2 separate regions of the Sus scrofa genome follow, and region 1 is linked to region 2. The links are chromatin contacts, called in public Hi-C maps. All regions are on one chromosome and are shown on one strand. The core of a region is the stretch at or near the end of the contact, and the rest is flanking DNA. Distances in the headings are between cores, read along the strand shown.

Evidence for each region. Hi-C and Micro-C count contacts between places; a contact is called where the count stands out from the background.
Region 1: a Hi-C map of embryonic fibroblasts shows a contact between it and region 2, with 16 times the contacts expected there. The contact joins the enhancer-like site here to the promoter of AVEN in region 2. A contact is called at or near these places in 12 of 47 Hi-C or Micro-C datasets (differentiating spermatogonia, embryonic fibroblasts, epiblast stem cells and 8 more).

Annotation. Positions count from the first base shown.
Region 1 is chr7:85,838,582-85,842,327 of Sscrofa11.1, forward strand. No RefSeq gene overlaps it. Among named protein-coding and RNA genes, the nearest start is that of RGMA, 81 kb to the right of the region's middle. Within about 2 kb of position 1,995, at least 9 of the 83 cell types and tissues checked have an H3K27ac peak or open chromatin away from gene starts, as enhancers often do. A contact at or near this core is called in embryonic fibroblasts and omental adipose tissue, where this site is marked.
Region 2 is chr7:80,444,663-80,448,711 of Sscrofa11.1, forward strand. It overlaps AVEN (cell death regulator Aven), which reads left to right and starts at 2,675. Exons shown (of 7, transcript XM_021099909.1): 1 at 2,675-3,309. The coding sequence starts at 3,061.

The sequences.
Region 1 (3,746 bases), core at 745-3,244, 5.4 Mb after region 2:
CTTTACAGAAAACATGTTGCCTACAGAGATTTCAATAAGGTTGATTAAGGGGCGGAAGCATCAGACCCAGAATCAGAGTCCTAGGGTCAGGTTCCCTTTCCTGACTAATCATTGAGTCTCTGTATTCATATTAGAGCTAAGCATGAAACTGGCCTCCAACGGGGTGAAGGGATTGACTTTTAAACTGTGAAGAGCTCTGCAAAGATGAGCCTGTTTTATCCTCCTTATCATGTGGACATCTTTCTAGAACAACCTAGCTCTCATCCTTCAAGGCAGGGCTGTGGCTCCCTGCTGTCCCGGGGTAATATCCCCATCTCGTCCTGTTTTCAAGCCCTTCTCTGAACACCTAAATTGCACAGGGGTCGGGGCTGAATTGCACTGAATTGTGATCTGTGACGAGTGTTATTAACAGAAGTCACTGGTGCATTGAGGGTGGGATCAGCAAACATTCGGCAGGATAATGTGCAGCTTCCTGGAGAACTTTCCAGGGAAACGGGGAATGGAGTGGCTTTTTTTTTTTTTTTTTAATCTATGAAGCCCTTTTCTAACAGTTCCATTCCATAGGCCTGGACATTTGTATGAGGTAAGGTGGACAGAGTAAGCTGGGCAACACCACAAACTTCAACCGAGACTCATTTAGAGAACATGGTTGTAACACAGCATGAAGGGCAATGCCTGCCCTGTCATCATCTGTGAACTGCCTGGGTGACCTGATTGCTGGGTAACAGAAAGTTTGCACCCACCCACCTACGGTTCCTTCCTTGGCTGGTTACTCTTTTGCAAAATTCAACTCAGGAATTCCCTTTCCTGGGAAGCCTTCTCTGACTACCATCCTCGAGTCCACTCCCTCCAAATGATCCCAGAACAATGTGGACATAAATCTTCAAATTCTGGAGTTCCCATCATGATGCAGCAGAAATGAATCCGACTAGGAACCATGAGGTTGTAGGTTCAATACCTGGCCTCGCTTAGCGGGTTAAGGATCCAGTGTTGCCATGAGCTGTGGTTTAGATGGCAAACGCAGCTCAGATCTGGTGTTGCCGTGGCTGTGGTATAGGTTGGCAGCTATAGCTCCGATGAGACCCCTAGCCTGGGAATCTCCATGTGCCGTGGGTGCAGCCCTCAAAAGGCAAAAGAAAAAAAAAATCTCCAGCTTCCTCTCCCTCTGTACTGGAACCATTGGTTTATCAGTGGTCCTTCTACCTGACCATGAGCTCCTTGAAAGCAAAGGTGGTGCTTTCCTTCCTCCTACCTCCATGTCTCCAGACCCGAGGGAATTAGAATAAAGCTGCAAATTGGTGTCAGAGACCCATTAGAATCTGTTCTCTCAGAGTAATAGCATTGCAGGTGACAACGGTATGGATGGAGAGAGAACTCAAAACAAAGGTGGATATTTTGCCTGGAAAAATTTTTTAATTGAATTCCAGAAATCAGTGGTGTCAAGGATTCATGTCAGAACAGGTCTTCTTCTACCCACACCCGGCCTTAACCACAGGGAGCATCAAAAGAAATGAATCTAAGGTCTCCTAAGGATCGGAGCCTGCACAGGAGTCGATTCAGTGATCCTGGCTTCCCCAGGATCAGGGTGGTCTGGCTACGGCTGGGCCAGGCTGGCTCAAGGACACTTGGCTTCTTCCCTCAACCCACTAATCACCTCTGACTCCTGAGAGAACTGTAGAGTCTTCGGCGATGCCATGAGACCCTCATCCTAACCCCCATCTGTAGCTCCACTTCTGAAAACATGGGTTTGATTGCATTTCTAACACATGGGAAAATATCCTAAGCTTCTCAGAGCCACGTGGTTTTCTCAGAATCCTCCCCACATTCCTCCACATGTCTGCCACTATTAGAAGTTGGGTCTGGTTGGGAGCCAAGAAATTGCTCATGATCCCAAGCCAGAATACTTTTTTGCAACACATCTGAAAGTCCGTACTTTCTTAGCAGTACTTACGTACTTTGAAGCCAAAGGCTTGGCCGATAAGGCCAGTGGGGCTGTGTCTCCCTGCACAGCAGATGTCCATCCACTGGCTGAAGAGAAGAGTCTCTTAAAATCACAGCAGAGATTAACAGCGTGGAAGAAAGTGACTCAATCTGCCTTGAGTCAGAGAATGCAGCTGGATGGCTCCCCTGAAGAATGGCTGGACTGGGTTTAATTCAGCCTTGCAAATAACTTTTCAGCCACTTGTCCAGGGCACTGCTGGATGCTGAATAAAGATTAAAAATTGTGGAGTTTCACTGTGGGCAATGTCTCTGGAGCTCTGGGACATAGGTTTGATCCCCAGCCCAGCACAGTGGGTTAAGGATCCAGCATTGCTATGGCTGTGGCATAGGTCAAAATTGTGGCTCGGACCTGATCTCTGGCCCAGGAGCTCCACATGCAGCAGGGTAGCCAAAAAGAAAAAACAAATAAATAAGTAAAAATTGTTTTTTAAAAAGAATTAAAAATTGTCCCACAGAAAACGGATAAAGAACTTAAAGAAACCAATTAAAAAAGAAAAGCTGCAAATAGTTTAAACACATACAAAATTATGTATTGCTTCATTTATAATTTTTAAAAGGCAAATTAAAATGATAATAAGGAGGAGTCCCCATCATGGCTCAGCGGAAATGAATCTGACCAGCATCCATGAGGATGCAGGTTCAATCCCTAGCCTCGCTCAGTGGGTTAAGGATCTGGAGTTGCTGTGAGCTGTGCTGTAGGCTGCAGATGCAGCTCGGATCTGGCATTGCTGTGGCTGTGGTGTAAGCCAGCAACTGCAGCTCCAATTCACCCCCTAGCCTGGGAACCTCCACAGGCCATGGGTGCAGACCTATATAGATCCTTGTATGCTTGCCACAAAGATAAGTATTGATTATTTCCTTAGAGTCTTAGAAGTGGAATTGCTGAGTCAAACCCTGCAAAATGCATTCCTTCTTTGACCCAGCAATTCCACTTCTAAGACTCTAAGGAAATAATCAATGCTTATCTTTGTGACAAGCATACAAGGATCTATATTGTTGCACAGTTTAATGAGGAAAAGTCTAGGAACAATGCAGTTGAACAACATAAGCACGTGAATGTTACAACACTCACCTATATAGAATATTATGGAACCCCTTGCAGTCCAGAAAAACCATTCTATATGATCAGGTTCAGCAAACATTTTCTATCAAGTGCTAGAGGGGAAGTATTTTAGTATGAGCAGTGTGGGGGGTGGTCTTTCGTGCTGTTTACCAGATATCTCCAGTTCTCTGCTTTTCCAGGCACTGGGCAGAAGTGCATTTCTCAGCTCCCTGGGGACTGCATGTGACCATGAGACTAATTCTAGCCAATGGGTCTCAATGGAAATAATACCTGTCACAGCAAAGACAGGTTGGGGGAAAATATTTGCAAATCACGTATCTGACTTCTATCAGAATATATATATTTTTAACACTCTTAAAACTCGATAATAAGAAAACAAACAATGCTTTTTAAAAAAAAATGGGCAAAAAATTTAAACAGACACTTCACCAAAGAAGGCATAGGGATTGCAAATGCACATATGAAAAGATAGCCAACATCATCAGCCATTAGGGAAATGCTAGTTAAAACTACAATGAGATACCATTTCTCACCTATTAGAAGAGCTTAAATTAAATTTTTAAATTTAAAACTGACAATATCAAGTATTAGGGAGGAAAAGAAGCCACCAGAACTTTCACACACTGTTGACAGGAATGCAAAATGTTTCAGCCACTTTGGAAAATTTGGCAGTTTCTTGTAA
Region 2 (4,049 bases), core at 1,425-3,924:
TTTTGCCTCTTGGGACAAGTGTCTGGTTGTCACATCTTGCGAGGGAAGGGTCCACTTAGCAAGTAGAGGCTGGGGATGCTGTGAAATTCTGCAATGCACAGAACAAGCCACTACCACTACAGAAACTGGTCCAGCCCTACATGTGCCAAAGTTAAGAAGCCCTGATTTGTGCTGTCTTGGTGAGAGCCCGAATCTGTGCTATGCTGATAAATATTTAACAACCTGTTTTTGCCCCCACTTCCAACAAAGTCCTGATTTGCAGAAAATTGCCAATGGCTGTGGTATAAAAAGTCCCACTTTTTCAAGCAACCAACTTCATGTCACTGCATGTAGGATTAGGAAGAGATAATGTACCAAATCGGTATAGTTCCTAGCCACACAGGGGATGAGGGCCCAGGCTGTCCAGTGGCTTCTCCTTTTAGTTCCTTTGTAGGGGTGCAGAGGAAAGGATGAAACTTTTGTTACTATTCCCATCTTCCTGTTTAGTGTTTCTTTAGGGGTGGGATTATGAATTTGAGAGTTTAGCATGAGGATGAATAACTTAATCCTGAGTACCTCTGATGGTCTTAATTTCACCAGACAAGGGGAAAAAGGGGGGGGGGGCAATAGGATGTGGAGAAATAAAAGGGAAAGGCTGGAAAAGAGGGAAAAGGAAAATTGATGTACTGTATGAGAATAGTGTCTGTTGACAAAAATGTTAACTATTAAATAACAGGAAAATATGAAATGTTTAAAAAATACTATTATCCTCACACACATCCTCCCCAACCCTGTATTTCCTCTTGGCTAGTGGTATCATTAATAACCTGGTCATTGAAGCAAAACACATGGGAAATCACCCCTGCTTCTCACCCTGACAAGTGGACAATGAAGTCTATCAATTCTCTCCTATCTGTCCTATTATCTTTCTTTTGGGTCTTAATTTAGGCCCTAATTATTTGTGACTTGGATTCTTCCAGTAGTTTCCTAATGGTTGCCTAGAATTCTGATTCTCCTCTACAGAATGGTTTTGAGCAGAGCGGTTAGCTGCACAGAGTCTGAGGCCAGACTGTCCTGGGTTTGTTTACTAGCTGTGTGATTTTTTGAAGTTACTTCTTTTATACCCTCATCATTGAAATAGGGACCACACTAGTACTACCAAATAGGGCTGCTGTGAGGTTTTAAGACAGTGCTGCATGGGAGATACTTAGAACCATGCTGTGTTAAGATTGTTTCTCTCCAGTTTACAATCCTTCACTGGTTCCCTACTCTCACCTATGAACCTAGCAAACTCCTGCTCAACATCAGGCCTTGGGGTCTGTTTCTCATGAAGCCCGAGGCTATTCATTTAGGCAGCTAACTTTTCTTCCTTTGGGCCTTCACCTTGGACCTCTCATTGCCCTCAGCACACTAGTTTAATCACCTGTTTACAGTTTCCTTCCTTGTAGGAAGTGAGCTATTTGAGAGCAAGGACAGAGCCTTTTTACTTTTTTTAAAAAATCTTCAAGGAGTTCCCATTGAGGCGCAGCAGAAACGAATCTGACTAGGAACCATGAGGTTGCGGGTTCGAACCCCGACCTTGTTTACTGGGTTAGGGTTCTGGTGTTGCCATGAGCTGTGGTGTAGGTCACAGACGGGGCTCGGATCTGGCATGGCTGTGGTTGTGGCATAGGCCAGCAGTGGTAGCTCCGATTCGACCCCTAGCCTGGGAACCTCCATATGCCATGGGTGCAGCCCTAAAAAAAAAACTTCAAGATCAAGCACTCAGCCTAACACAGAATGGACAATTAGAAGCAATGAATAATGTTAACTATATATGGATGTAAGACAGGACAGAAAGGACTGGCAAGAAAACACTTGATTTGCAACACTGATTTGATCTCTTAGCCCTTCTTTGTATTGTGTTTATGTGGTTTCTGTAATACATAGTAGTTAACAATGGCTCCCACATATCCATATAACCAACTGTCCTTTTCCCCCTTGGCTAAAACACTAGATCCATATGATGGACTACTTACTGCTTAGCAATAAAAAGGAACAAACTATTAAAACTTAAAACACAGGTGAGTCTTGGAATTCTCTGGTGACCTAGTGGTTAAGGATTCAGCATTCTCACTGCTGTGGCTCCGGTTTGATCCCTGGCTCTGGAACTTCTGCATGTTGAGGGCGTAGCCAAAAAAACCGAACATGGGTGAGGCTCAAACATTTCTACTAAGTAAGTGACAGACACATACATGAATAGACTGCTGTCAGCCTGCCAGAGTTAGAATGGCAGTTCCATCACTACCCAGCTGTGTCACATTAGGCAAGTGGTTTAACCTCTCCAGGGCTATTATCAGCAAAACAAGAACAACAGCAGTACTTGCCTCATAGGCCTGACAGGAGAATTAAATGCTCATGTGCTCAATAAGTGTGCGCTAAAGCAGTCATTTCTACAGTTCTCTTGAGGACAGGCTGCACTGTTCTCTCTACTCCCAGCTGCTTGCATCCCATACTTCTCACCTCAGACTGCCCCCCCCCCGCCTTTCCTCCATACCTTCTACCTAACCCTGACTTCAGTATAACTTTAATGATGACACATATTCATTCTTGAAGATAAGGAGACTAAACAGAAAAAGAGGAAGAATTAACTCACTGGAAGTCTCACCGTACAGTTAACCACTAGCGACATTTTGCTATATACTTTTTAAGACCGCTTCTTATGCAGCTACGCCATAACTATCTATTCTTTTAATAAAAAATCGAGTTCATATTACACAAACTGTTTTATAACCCGTCTTTTACTTACTACGGTCCCTCCCCCAGACCTTCCTTGCCCCCGCCTTTTCAGGTCCCACTGGTCGGATCTTTTCTCTGAACCCCTGGCTCTTCCCAGCCCCGGTTCCGGCTCCACCTGACAGGACCGGGGGCCCGCCCCGCCCCCGCCGCGGCCGGCTTCCAGCCCCGGCCCCGCACCCCGCGCTCGCTGCCACCCGGGGCCCGTCGCTCGCGGCTCCTCCGTGCGGCCCGTTTCCGGTGGGGGCAAGGGCGTCTCCGCGGCTGCCCGACTCCTGCGTGCTCAGCACCGCCGGCGGCGGCCAGATGCAGGCGGACCGAGGAAATCGGGGAGGCCGGGGTCGGCGACCCGGCCGCGGCCGGCCCGGCGGGGATCGCGACCGCGAGCGGGCGGCCACTGCAGCGGCGGTGGCGAGAGGCGGCGGCGGCGGGGATGGAGGCGGCCGGCGGGGTCGCGGCCGGGGCTTCCGGGGCGGCCGCGGAGGCCGAGGAGGAGGCGCTCCGCGAGGCGGCCGCCGGGAACCGAGAGGCCGGGGCGCCGAGGTCAGCGCGCCGGTAAGAGGCGACGGCCGGTGGGACCGGGGCGGGTGGGGCTCCGGGCCACGAGTCTGAAGCGGCGAGCGGCGCGCGGGGCTTGCGTGAGTTGGGCTGCGGCGGCGCCTGCGCGGCTCGGGCGGAGGACTGCGGGGGCGCGCACCGGGGTGTGCACGTGGCGCTGGCGGCTGTGTTCCGATCGCCTCCTCTGCGCTGGGCTGACCTGGAGGGTCAGGTCCGTGGACTTCCCCACCCTTCCCAAGGGGTCCTGGCCCCGTCATTAAAGGACCCAGCGACCGCGGCTCTGTGTTGGCGCCGCAAGTCTAGGGGGCCCCTTGGGTTTGGGTGAGGTGTCAGTATGATTAACCCTTGTGGGGTGCGGGCAGCCAGGACTTGTGCTCCAGGTGCCTTACCTTACGGTTGACATTTCTGTTATTAGAGGGAAGGGATTTTAGGGTCAGTTTTGTTCACTGCCTGTGCAATGCTTGGCAAACAGTAGGCGCATAATAAATTTTTATTGCATGAATGACCCCAGTGGACTGGACTCTTAATATTTGGGGACGGGATCAGATGCATAGTTCTCTTTTTAAATAGCATAGTTCTCTTTTTATTAATATGTGTGGAAATCTGGGGCCAGTGGCCTTTGTCTATCGGAATTCCCAATCTGTAAATGTTTCCGCAGTCAGGTCTCAATTTTAGTAACAATATTCACACATTCATAATTGGAAATGTCTTATAGCTTGGAGCAGGGAACGATTTGG